2 separate regions of the Zea mays genome follow, and region 1 is linked to region 2. A link is a contact called in public Hi-C data. All regions are on one chromosome and are shown on one strand. Each heading gives the region's core, a stretch centred on a gene start, on an enhancer-like site or on the middle of the called end of the contact. The rest is flanking DNA. Distances are from core to core; before and after follow the strand shown. Region 1 holds the start of LOC100192586 (putative cinnamyl-alcohol dehydrogenase family protein). Region 2 holds the start of LOC103637950 (dnaJ homolog subfamily B member 3).

Region 1 (6,450 bases), core at 379-2,878, 180 kb before region 2:
CACTGGACCGGTCCAGTCCACCACCGGATCGCCACGTGTCAAGTAGCCGCTAGAGATGCATGTTGGAGCCGCAAGTAGTCGTTACCCGCGAGGTCCTGTGCACCACGGGACCGAGGTCCGATGAATTTTAGCCAAAACTCTCAAGACTAAGTAGTTCCAATATGGTCTGGTCTGACGTGCCAGACCGTCGAAGTCGTCTACAGGGCTCTCTGGTAACTTGGTCCAGTGCACCACCGGACCAATCTCGTGAGTCCTAATCGGCTAAGTTGAAGTTCGTTTTAGCCAAAACTTCTCCAATTTGATTTGGATGGTCTTGGGAGCTATTCTATAACATAGACAAACTTTATTATTAGAGTATGTCAACCTAATCTAAGCCATAGGTTCATACTTTCAACTCATCTTTTCTCATCGTTTTACTTTTTTTTCAAAATGTTGCACTTTCTAGCTTTGTTTGAGCTCGTTTGAACTTGAATTCCTTAATTTGCACTTGAGTTAACACGCGCTCATAGTCTATGCAAATTAGTCAGTCCATTATGTTATGTTGGTCATTAATCACCAAAATATTATAGAAATGACTTATTTGCTCATTTCTCTTTCAACGACGCTTCTGTAATGTAACCATCCATTGTTAGGTGAGAAAGCGGGAAGAGGGACAAACGTACATACTTCGCTGGTGAAGCACGGCACACAAAACTATTACTTTAAAATAGCAGAGATTACAAAACTAATTAGTAATTAACACAGATGGAGACTAAATGGTAAGAGACAAACCTATTAAGGGAGTGTTTGGAATCGCTCCATGTTCCAGCTCGAGTGTGAAGCTGTAGTTCATAATATCAATTTAAATATTTTTAAAAATAATTTTAATCTAAATAATAAACAAAATGACTTATCTAAATGTCTTCTAAAGACTTACAACTCTAACTCCACGATTTTCTGAGCACATTAGGAAATGTTTGGAAGGACTTCATTTCAAGAATTACAGCTTCGTTTTTTAGCTTCACCATGAAACAACTTCAACTGATCGGTAAGACAGAGCTCAAGAGTGTTTGGTTTGCACATAGACTTCAACTTCTGTAATATAATTATTTTTTGTGAGTTTCCCAAGTTACCCTTGATGATTAGCGGGTGGAGAAAGAAACATGAATAGATAGGTCATATAATCAATGACATGGTGGGTAATTTTTATGCAATGTCACGAGGAGGTATGAAAATAGTGTTTTTGAAGCACTCTTTGGGGGAGCTTCAAAAATTTCATGAAACTAACCTCTAGTTTTATTTTTTTGAAACTAGAGCTCGTGGAGCTGGACCGGTTTGAATAGAAGCAAAAATAGACCTGAAATTTTTGAAGTGAAGCTCTTCTAAACAGGGTCTCAATGAATTGCTTCACCAACTCCACCAAATTTTCTAGAACTAGATCTATGCCCAAACAAGGTCTAAACCTAAATATTTCATGGTTCACATATACGATGATACATATTTGCTAATCATATATTAATTTCTCTAATAAATTTATCTCTTCGATTTATCTTCATCGCTATAATTAGTTTTGTATTTACAAAATATTTAACACTCGTATTTGATAATCACATGTGTTGACCTAAGCTTCAGAGATTCAAAGCAACGAAAAACAATCTACGGTTGCCAGGTCTGCGACGTCAGTGCCGACGAACTCATGGCTCGCGAGAGGCCCGTAAAAACATGATAGCCAGATCTGCGACGTCACGGCTGTCGCCAGTGATCGCCATTCGCCACCCTCTCCGTTCCATTCCAATCCGTTCAGCGGTCAGCGGAACATGATACGGTCTGCGCCCTTCCAAGCAATCACATCTTCTTCCCCGTTATAAATCGCTCACTCGCTATCGTCGGCTACCTGTATCCTGGCGACACCCAACAGCCTGCTTGCCGCGCTTGCATTGAGGGGAGTTCGGGGAGCGGCCGGTGCGGAAGGAATCGACACAGAGGCGAGTCTTTTTTTGTCCCCTCCCCTCCCCTGTAGTGTCAACGATGAAATTTCCGTCTGTTTGAGCCAGGCCTTTCGATTTACTGACTTGGCAGGAATTCATTCTGCAGTTCAGTTCACATGGCTGCTGAATCAGAGAACGGCAACTGCAAAGCTTGGGCAGCGAGAGATCCTTCTGGAGTTCTCTCACCACACAGTTTTAACCGCAGGTGGCTCCGCCTTCCCGATTGGTGAAACGTTGAATCATTTTTATCGCTCTGAATGCTGTCTGCTTACTTTGCTAAACGACAAAACCTATTCCTTTGGGATATTTGTGGAGCGTATTGTTTCTATGCCTTTTTATGTATGTTACTTTTGGATTTCAGTGTGTTCCATACCGTCTTTCAAATGAGCACATCCAGTGTGGAACAAGTAGTGCAGCTATTTCTGCTCGTGGTCTGTCAAACTAAGGCCCCGTTTGGTTAGAGGGACTAATCTTTAGTCCTGTTTAGTCCCTATTTTGCCAAATAGAAGGTCTAAAGTAGGGACTAATTGACTTTAGTCTCTAGTCCCTCACATGAGTGCTAAAAGGGACTAAAGGGCGACATTTAATTAAAGTGCCCTTACCTAGAAACTGGCGTGAAACAAGAAAATGGGTATTTCGGTCTTTATGTGTTGCATTTAATATATTTAGAATCTGTTTAGTCCCTATAACCAAACAGAATAGGTAGTCCTAGGACAGTAGGACTAATGGAACCAAACGGGGCCTAAGGATTCAAGAGCTAATTGCTAGCTAGCTAAAATTAGTCTAGTGCATCCAAACAGGAGGGCTAATAGTTGTACTCCCTCCGTTTCTTTTTATTAGTCGCTGGATAGTGCAATTTTGTACTATCTAGCGACTAATAAAAAGAAACGGAGGGAGTACTATTTTTTAGCTAAACCTTGAACTAGTTATTAGCCAACTAGCTAGCCAACACCAGCTACTTTGAGCTCCACATCCCAACTAGTAACTAGCCTTAGCTCATCCAAACAAGCCCTAAAACATGAAATTGATGCTTACTATGGGCATTTGGTGAGAATTTTAGGCCTGATGGGATTGCAGAAATTTGAGTGCAAACAGCAAAGTGTTTATCTCTCTGTTCAGCTAGCTTATTGGTTTCATTTTCATAGTCTTCTTACGAGAACTATTATATGTACGTTAATTTTCAGAGCAGTGCAAAGCGGCGATGTTTCGCTGAAGATCATATACTGTGGAGTCTGTTATGCAGACGTTGCTTGGACGCGGAATAAGCTCAATGATTCAAAATATCCTTTGGTTCCTGGGTAAGCGTTTTCAGATCAATAAGTTGAACCCCTCAGAGGAAACAAAACATCATAGTCAGGAGTGCTGATTAAGTGTTGCCCATTGTCCGAAAATGGTGTCTGTATGTACTATATATTCACAATGATTAATTTGTGCAGGCATGAGATAGCTGGAGTTGTAACTCAGGTTGGTGCAGATGTCAAAGGCTTTAAAGTGGGTGACCATGTAGGTGTTGGAACATATGTGAACTCTTGCCGTGATTGTGAGAACTGCAATATCTCTCTAGACAACCATTGCCCAAAAGCAGTTTATACTTTCAATGGCATTGATACAGATGGAACTGTCACAAAGGGGGGTTACTCCACTCACATTGTAGTCCATGAAAGGTATGTCAGTACCGTTTTGATTGGTTGTTCAAACAAGATTTTTTATATATGTATTGATAAAAACTAGTTATAGGGACGCAAACAGGTTCCATTCCATTATAGTTTGTTGATTTGTTGTTCAAACAAGTTTTTTTTTATATATTGATAAGAACTAGTTTTAGGGACGCAAACAGGTTCCATTGTAGTTTGTTCCACTGCAATTTCATTTGCCCATTTGATCACACCATGTCTTATTCAAGATGATATGCAGTTTCTTATGAGAGTGAGTAAAATTTGGGTTATTGTTGTCAATCCATTTTAATCATAATCAATACATGATGAAAGAATAACATATAGGTCCGTATAAGTCATTATTGACACCATGACGCTGGTTCAGTATAGCTTGTCAGATAAGAAATCACATTTTCTGTTGATTAATTAAAAAATTAGGTATTGCTTCAAAATACCCGATGGCTACCCTTTGGCGAAGGCAGCACCTCTTCTGTGTGCTGGAATAACCGTGTATACTCCAATGATGCGACACAACATGAACCAACCTGGAAAGTCACTTGGGGTCATTGGTCTTGGTGGTCTGGGTCACATGGCTGTGAAATTTGGTAAAGCATTTGGTCTTAAGGTCACAGTTTTCAGTACAAGTGAATCAAAGAGAGATGAAGCCATCAACCTCCTTGGAGCAGATAATTTTGTTATATCATCAGACACACAGCAAATGGAGGTACTGCCCTGCACATTGCATAATTTCAACGTACCCACACACATAGTACTGATATGAGACATTTTACTTTTGTCCTAAGTCAAAATTCTCTATTTTTGTCAAAGTTAATAGAAAAATTGTGATGGTCCATTTATTTCACTAAATCTGCTATGAAATGTGTCTTGATGGTGCATTTATTTGGTATTGTAGATGTTAATATAGTTTTCTATAAGCACATCACATTGTTTTTCACAAGGAAAGAACAGATAGCAGATCACTGTCTTTCTCATTGTTTTGCTATTTGACTTTAAAGCTCCAGGCAGCCAGTTCTGTAGATGACCATGAATAATTTTCTTATGTTGAGAATAAAGATAACAGCTAAGTAATGTTTGTTCTCCATTACCTGAAAACTGATCGTGAATATATGGTCTCTTGCTTTTGCAGTCCCTGAAGAACTCCCTGCACTTCATAATTGACACTGCTTCCGGTGACCATCCATTTGATCCGTATTTCTCTCTCCTTAAGGTTGGTGGTGTGATGACATTGGTAGGTTTTCCAAGTGAGATCAAAATGCATCCTGCAAGCCTTATACTTGGTAATTCTCTGTTCTGACACTACTAAAAAAAACATGGTAACAGAAATGAATTGTTTAAATTTAACGTGAACTGCTTTCTGTAGGTGCGCGGACCTTGTCTGGCAGTGTTGTTGGAGGTATAAAAGACATCCAAGAAATGGTTAACTTCTGTGCAGCCAACAATATCTATCCGGAGATTGAGATCATTAAGATAGATTATATCAACGAGGCTCTCGCGAGGCTTGTTAATCGAGATGTGAAATACCGCTTTGTAATCGACATCGAGAACTCCTTCAAGTAGCGTGCTAGTGCACATGCTCTCGTCTTTCTGTTAGTGTTCAACAGTTCAAGAGCTATTACAAATGTGAGTCATGCCAAATAAACTTGATGTAAACAACCATAATTGAACAGCAAGGGGAAACAGGTATATTGTGATAATGAAGTCGCTCTATGAATATTCAACTGCAGTGTTCTCTGACAAATAATAGCAACTAGTCTGTCTGCGATGTCTAAATCAGCAGGTGTGCTCTTTTACACGCAACAGTGAGTTTGAACTTTGAATACACTCCTGCCCAATACAAACAATTTACACAAACCCTACAGTTAGAAATGAATCAAAACTAAACGAACATGGGAAAGTGGAACCTTTTTCTGTATTTAATGCAGCATATTCAAGTACAAACAGAGCTTCTAAATTCCAAGCCCTATTTGGTAGTATTATTTATCCATCTGAGTTCTGGTTTTGTTTTATTTTCTGGGATGTAGTGGGGCGGTGCTCTTGTATGTTTGCTAACGGGATTTCCCCCTGGATTGGTTACTTCAGATAACTTTGACGATATGCAATTACATGATTTTTTTTTGTTGTATTGTCATGTTTCATACTCCATCCTTCCTAAAATATAATTAGGTTTAAACTAAGTATACATTCGTTCATTAATCTATGATGAATATAGTATATATATGTATGTCTATATATTATCACTTATTTGGATGTGGACGGAAAAAAAATAGACTAGAAATAACTATATCTTAGGAAGTAGGCAGTATAATATCTTAGGGTTGCTGTGCATGTTTATGGATACGTTTAGGCAGGCCTTCCCTGGTCCCTACCCTGCACCCACCGTCCCACCCTTTTTACAGCGAGATTAAAGACATCGATTAGATCATGTGATTCGACTGTGACGAAGAACTAAGCGCGTTCCGCCATTGAAAGATCCAGTACAGAAACATAGACTTGGTGGGTGATGGGCAGATGGCGTAAACAACAATTCCGATGTGACAGGAAGCGGAAAGGGAAGAGAACCGTGAGCTCTGCAACCTTGTGACTGACTCTGAGGGAACGGCCTTGCGTCCTCATTAACCACCACCTCTTTATGCATCAATCCAAGACTGCTGTCCAAACGCCATGTGAAGCCCTGCAACTGCAATAACCAAGAACATGGTCCAGTGGTCCACTGAGCAGTTGAAATTTTGTGCAACTTTACTTGGCATGGCTTTTTTTTTCCTTCACTTGTATTCAAGCAGCCATGTCTGGCACAGCAAGCTTTCTCA
Region 2 (7,013 bases), core at 362-2,861:
ATTATTTAAATGATGACCCGTTACTATCCATGGTTGGGATCCATCTTAATTCACTCAATATCAAAGCACTTTCGTCATAAAGATCCCGACTTCCCGAGGGTTCCGCCTCCCTCCGGTGCTTGCATTGCAACACTTTATTTCATCTCTCTATCCTAAAAATAAATGTACTTTCCAATTTAAAAGTAGAAAATCAATATTGTTAAGATAGTATTTTTTATGAAGATGCAATCATTATATTTTGAGAAGGAACAAAGTAAAGGTATGTTTAGAAGCCCTCAGCTTTTAAGAATCTAGTTTATAAAAACTAAGGTGGTTATAAACGTACCAGTTTATAAAAACTGAATTTAGTCTTCCTTAGCTAAAACTAGTTTGTAGAAATTGAGGTGGTTTTCAAACACTATTAACCAATTTTTTTTATAAACCATTTTGTAGAAACTGGTGATAGAACCTGAATTCTTAAAAACTTAGGTCATTTTTGGAAGCAAACCATTTTTAAGAATCTAGTTTGTATCTCCAGTTTATAGAAACCGATTTAAAAAAACTAGTTAATGGTGTTTGGAGCCACCTCAGTTTTTATAAACTGCATTTAGCTAAGTTTATATAAATTAAGGTGGTTCCAAATATACTAGTTTATAACTCAGTTTATAGAAATTAGATTCTCGGTTTCTTAAAAACCAAGAAGCTGGCCTCTCTTAGATAAAACATAGAAACTGGTTTTTTAAAAAATTGGGTTACTTCTAAATAGGACCTTAGTTTTTATAGAAATTAGATTCTCGGTTTCTATCTCTAGTTTCTATAAACTGGATATAAACTAGTATGTTTGGAACTAGTTTTTTTTTTATAAACCAGTTACTTAATTCGATGCTTCCAAACATGTCTTTACTCGCTTCGGAACAGGGCCTAAGAAAAAAGTTGTCTTACGTGTATAGAAAAACTCATTTTGAAATAAATCTAAGGTTAATCTAGAGAATCCGTTGTGCCCGTAGATCAAGTCGGCCATTGGGTGATTGGGTCTTGTGAGCCATTGTGCCCGCCGATCAAGTACATTTTTGCATTGCCATTCAGTGTTTCGATTAATTGCTTTATTTATTGAACCATGGCCTCCATACAACATAATTACTTTATAATAATAGAGCCGGGCAACTTACAACATAAATTGTATAGTGTATACCACTACATAATACAATCGTTTAAACTTTTAAAACTCACCGAACCAAATTACGCCTACACTCATAACCTTCACTAAATCCACTAAATAAATTATACCCAAATTTAAACAATTCAAATTAATAGATAATCTTCTCTTTTACTCAATAAAATTAAATAAATAATATTATTTAAATCATTTCTCATCATCTCCGCGACCCCACAATCCCTCCTTCACTCACTCAGCGCCGCCGTTGTGATTTGTGAACCCATTTACTCTTTAGTATCGTAGCAGAGTCGTAAAGCCGTAAGTACCTTTGTTTCTAACTTTTACGAATCATGTTTCACGCAAACCCTTTTTACTACGGTAAATATCTTTGTTAGCATGACGTTAATTAAAAGGTGATGTGACCACATACTTTCCGTCTTTAAAACCGCAAGCAGGCGTCGGTGTCAGGTCCAGCTTCTGGAGCCTTCGCGTTTAGCGTGGAACCGCAAGCCAGCCAAGCAACTTGCGCCACTCGCCTCGCCTCGCCTCGCCTCGCCCCTGTTTGTTTGCTTCTGGCCGGACCCCTTCCCCTTCTCCGGTGCACGCCACTCTGCAACCCCCCTCCTCTCGAGCAGAGCAGTCGAGCAGAGCGGCAGCCTCGGCGCGCGCCGGCGCCAGCCGACATGACTGCCGGTCAGTGCGGCAACATCCAGGACCAGGAGGCAGCTCCTGGCGCCGACCTCTACGCCGTGCTCGGGCTCAACAGGGAGTGCACCGACGCCGAGCTCAGGGTCGCGTACCGGAGGCTCGCCATGGTACGCCTTCCTTTCGAGCTCGCCAATCAACCGCTCCAAATCGGGAACCATTCCCACTGAATTTATCTACACCTGGTTGCATGCAGATATGGCATCCGGACAGGTGCTCGGCGTCCGGCAGCTCGGCGCGCGTGGAGGAGGCCAAGGAGCGGTTCCAGGAGATCCAGGGCGCCTACTCCGGTGACCACTTCCCGTCTCCCCCTCCTTGCTCCTCCATTGATCGATCATTAGCTTGGCCGCCCAAAAGCGAATTTCTTACATTGCATTACATGATCCATACCGGTCGAAGCAGTGCTCTCCGACTCCAACAAGCGGCTCCTCTACGACGTCGGCGTCTACGACAGCGAGGACGACGACGCTGACGTAACTACTCGACCGAACTCAATCGCATGCATGTGCCCTCAGTATCGTATTTTCCGGCCCAACCGGTGTTCTTCAGGGGTTTGGTTCGCGGGGGAAATTCGATTCGATTTGCTTTGCTGACAGTCTCTTTCTTCTCTGATCGTGCATGCAACATGCATCATCCATACCATACCTTACCATCCGCAGCTGTCGGGGATGGGCGACTTCCTCGGAGAGATGGCCGACATGATGAGCCAGGCCACGCCAACGGTAACGCCCGCACCCGCTGGCCAAGATCTGGAGCACCCCTCACGCGTCGAGATCCGTGCGCTGACCCAGTCCAGTCCATCCGTCAACGTGCAGGAGAGCTTCGAGGAGCTGCAGCAGCTGTTCGTGGACATGTTCCAGGACGACCTGGACGGCGCCGGGTTCTTCGGCGGGCTTCCGACGAGCCGCAGTGCCCAGGGTCCTAGCAGCACCTCGTTGCCACCGTCGACGTCGCCATTGCGGCCGACGCCTCCTGCAAGAAGTAAGGGTGCGCAAACACCGTCGTCGTTTAACGGCGCTGGGAGGCGGGGTTCGACGGCGAAGCGGCCGAGGACCGGTTGGGCTGGCCTGGAACCGGATCTGGGCCTCTCTGGATTCTGTTTCATGGTAAGCTCTTGTTTTGTTGCTCTTTTTTCACAGTTGCCTGCTTTTTGGCTCTGCTGAATGCGATGCGCTCGACGCAGCTGTTAAATTATAGTACACCCCATAAGAATTTTTTAAGTTTTGAGATAAAACAATGGTATTGAAGAATACTGTAGTATTTTTTTTATCGAGAGGTGTTTGGCTATATTGTAGAAAACTCTGTTTTGAATATCATGATTTTGTAGATACTATGGTTTTTTTTTGAGTATTTGAAACCCCACTCTAATCCAAAGTTTTTGTCTATAACTAGTCTAGCACATGTATATAAATAATATGGTTTAAGACACTTTGTCTCCAAATACGTATAACTAGGAGTGATATAAAAATATTATAATTGTGTCATTGTTAAAACCATGGTTCGGAAATACTTCGCTTCTAAACACACCCTCATTAAGGTGTATCTTAATATTACTCATTGTTTATATATTTTATTAGAGTTAGAATTCTTTGACTTCTTGAAAACAAATTTTTTTGAAGTGTGAGAGTCGCCGCGTATACAAATGGCATTCCAAATTGTACTTCAAAAGATCTGTCGCCTGTTGAGATGCAAACATGTTCAGACATGAAACTTGCATGCTTCTATATTCAATGTTAGAATCTTTAGTCGCAAATAATAAACACTACCATCTTCCGTGCAGGTGAGCAAGTCGAAGGAGAGGCCGGCGGCATGGGCGTGCGACGGCGGTGACGAGAGGAGCGGCAGCAAGCAGAGGCTGTCAACGAGCCGCGACGTCTCCGGCTCCGGTGGTGGGATGTCGCGCTCGCGCGGCAGAGCCAAAGCAGTAGAAACTTGTGGGCAGTGAACGGCCTCTAGTCTTGAATCTTGATTAGAGCACCGTTTATTCACTTACTGGCTCGCGTCAGTCGTAGTAGCTCGAGGCACGTTGAAAAGGAGAGAGAAAAGATCTGTTTCATTCTTCAATCTATTCCAAGCTAGCCATAAATAGCCAATCTCTTGCTGCATTGTTTCGATGAATTTTTATTTGGGAGAAATTGAGAGTGGTTGGTAGTAAACTAGTAACAACTTTACGAAGAGATGCGGCCATCGTGCCGAATTAATTGGGCGGAGGTACGGTACGGATAAATAGCGGGTCGTGTCGTATTCGTGGATCAAAGTCTAAGCTTAAACACGGACTAATTAGTTTTTAAACGGTCATGTCGGGCTATTATATCGTATCGTGCTAAATCTAAGGCCTGACTTGTAACAGAGTTCAAAAATAACATGTTTTTTCTTGTTTATTTTTCTATTTTTATAGCATAACTCGAAAATAGCATGAAAGTGATGGTCGAATTGGTCATAATTATATATATGGTGGGCTAAATTAGAATAAATAAGGTTGAGCCACACATGGGTCGTGATGTGTCGTACTTAGTTTGATGAGTTGTTCGTGCCTATCATTGTGATAAATGGACCGGGAGTAAATGGGGTATACTCATGCCGTTCGATGGGCTTGTACTCAATCCCAAACACAGCCCATAACAAGCCTCGTGTCAACTCAAACACTATTACTATCGTGTCGTGCCTGTGCTCGAGCCAAAATGGTCGTGCTTCGTGCCGGCCCATATAGCCCAATCTATTGGTCACCTATAGACCCACCTGTTACTGACTCTGACCTTCTGTGTATATGGTCAAATCTTCAGGTGGCCTAATCTACATGTTCATTTTCATGGTAAATCTCTTTCTATGATTTTTCTAAAGAAAACAACCTTTTATGTTTTTAAACCATAACTCACAAAATTTCTATATAACCAGTGGCTCATATTTAACTCAGGCGTGACAAACCACATAAGTCATACTCACAAAAAGTTTCACACCAATCCCAGTGAGTTTGCTATTTATCTACTAATTTAATCAGCAACTTCACTTTTTAATTCACAAAATTCATTTTCTCAGTAAACATACCACTAACATATTTATCACAGATAGATAATCTTAGGAGAAACATAAAAAAATTAGAATCATATTTTTCTGACCATTATTCAGTCACCAATTTTTTTAGAAGAAAAGCTTGGTTTCCTTGTTTAACTCAAAACTGTGCATAAAAGTATTAGGAACTCGATATGCAACATATTTAAACTTTAGATCTATTACATAGAAGTACCACAAAATTTATTTCATGAAATTTTGTGCTCTAAAACTCGTCGAGTTATGAATTTTCCAAGGTTCTATGCGGTTTAAACCGAAAGAAAAGAAAAGAAAAAAAGGGAAACCCGTTTTGCATGTTAGACCTCGGGTTTTAACCATACACAAATCCTTGATTTTAGGTCCTCGGACACTATTCCCCTGAGTCTATGATGCTTTCCAGAAAACCCCTTGGGTTCTACCCCATTTTCGTCTGCTACCCTTGTCTCCTTTCATAGAACAGAGAGAGAAAGAGAGAGGGAGCAGATTGGCCGGAGGCTCACCAGCGTCGAGGTGGAGAGCAGGGCCGGTCCTGAGGGGGTGCGGCGGGTGCAGCCGCACCGGGCCCCCAAAAACAGAGGGCCCCTCTGGCCACGGACGTTAGCACTTTTTTTTCTGCTAAGCATATCTTCCCTAAACATAAATACGCAAGAGCGATGCGCTATCGATCAGTTTCGTTTAGATTGTTAAACTAATGTCTCAATTACTTATCTAATATTCACTTCGTTCCAAAATAGTATTTATTTTAACTCTTGATTTTTATGTCTATATTCAACTAGATGATGAGGAATCAACTAGAGAAGCAAAATAAATTATATTTTGATACAGAGAGAGTATTATTTACTATATACATGATGGTTGCATCGACAGAGAAGATTTTTAAAATTGAAATATTTTTTGAACTATTTAAGGTCAATAATGACTTATGAGAGGTTAAATGGTTTGGCGATTATATTTATCTAAAAGAAGTTGTTGGATGTGATTGATCTTAATGGTATAAGCGATGATTTGTATCATAAAATATTAGAAGATATTTTTAATGACATCAGATAACAAGTATGTGTTTTTGCTATATTTTATATTTGTCATCTTATAAACTTGAAAATAATGCATAATAATTTGTATACGTTGAATATTATATATATTGTGTGTGGATGGGGTCTCCATTTCAGATTTCGCACCAGGCCCCTAAAAAGTCAGGAACGGCCCTGGTGGAGAGGAGGCGTGGCCGACGAAGGCGAACTTGATGGCGACCTCGGTTTGACGGATGGCGGACGAAGTTGCTCTGTCCACGCGCGCTGGCATGAGCCGAAGCACGGCGATGCCGACGACGAAGCTCCGACGTTCTTCGAGCTTAGGAGAGAGGCATTGGGGCTTCCACCCACACGCGACACTAGATTTTGGTCGTGGAGGATGGAAATGGTGTGGCCACGGAGCTACTCACCGGCATCCATGGTGGCGCTGTGTCGGAGTGGTGGAGAAAGGGAGAGCGAAGGTGAGCAAGAAGGTGCAAAGCGAGAGCGGAGGAAGACGAGAGTGTTGGCGTGCATGACGCAAATGTAGCGGGCGCGGTTGTGGGCTTGCCAACGCGCGAAGACAAGGCGCGATGCGCGCAGAGCGCGACGTCCATGCCTCCAGGCGAGCGCCACCTGGCGAACGCGATCTACCGAGATTGTAAGCGCGAAAACGACAAGAAGACGAGCTCCTCAAGCGTCAGTCACTGTGGATGGATTGTTCCGCACTCTAACAGCTACAACTTTGTTATGGGGCTTAGGGTGATTAGGTTGTTGGTTTACAAGCTAATGACCTTCAAATCTGGGTTTGTCAGGGCTGCGCAAATCAGTGGAAAATTGAAGTCTAGCCATGTCAAAACATATCAAACAATTTCAAAAGTTTGCCAACTTTTATAGGGTGTGACTCGAGTAATTATCTACAACTTTTGTAATTGGAGAAATTTGTTTTGAAGATTATCTTTAGATGGACAGGCCAATGTTTGAAGAGAGGTAAAGAAATGGACTTAGAAAAATTCAGATTTTTCCTATTTCTTTTAACCCATTTCCCCAAATATTTATTTCTGTTGGACTTCATTTCTTTTATAAATTGAGTCCACATACTTAGTAGTTTTATG

What was found. A called contact is a pair of places that touch in the nucleus more often than the background predicts.
Region 1: a Hi-C map of leaf shows a contact between it and region 2, with 5 times the contacts expected there. The contact joins the promoter of LOC100192586 here to the promoter of LOC103637950 in region 2. A contact is called at or near these places in 3 of 25 Hi-C or Micro-C datasets (bundle sheath, ear and leaf).

The regions. Positions count from the first base shown.
Region 1 is chr9:12,843,904-12,850,353 of Zm-B73-REFERENCE-NAM-5.0, reverse strand. LOC100192586 (putative cinnamyl-alcohol dehydrogenase family protein) reads left to right here and starts at 1,628. Exons shown (of 8, transcript NM_001137801.1): 1 at 1,628-1,804; 2 at 1,898-1,964; 3 at 2,079-2,172; 4 at 3,152-3,265; 5 at 3,404-3,631; 6 at 4,061-4,346; 7 at 4,770-4,920; 8 at 5,004-5,335. The coding sequence starts at 2,084. The coding sequence ends at 5,200.
Region 2 is chr9:12,661,211-12,668,223 of Zm-B73-REFERENCE-NAM-5.0, reverse strand. LOC103637950 (dnaJ homolog subfamily B member 3) reads left to right here and starts at 1,611. Exons shown (of 6, transcript XM_008660950.3): 1 at 1,611-1,950; 2 at 2,037-2,130; 3 at 2,243-2,313; 4 at 2,500-2,562; 5 at 2,656-2,946; 6 at 3,621-3,996. The coding sequence starts at 1,819. The coding sequence ends at 3,785.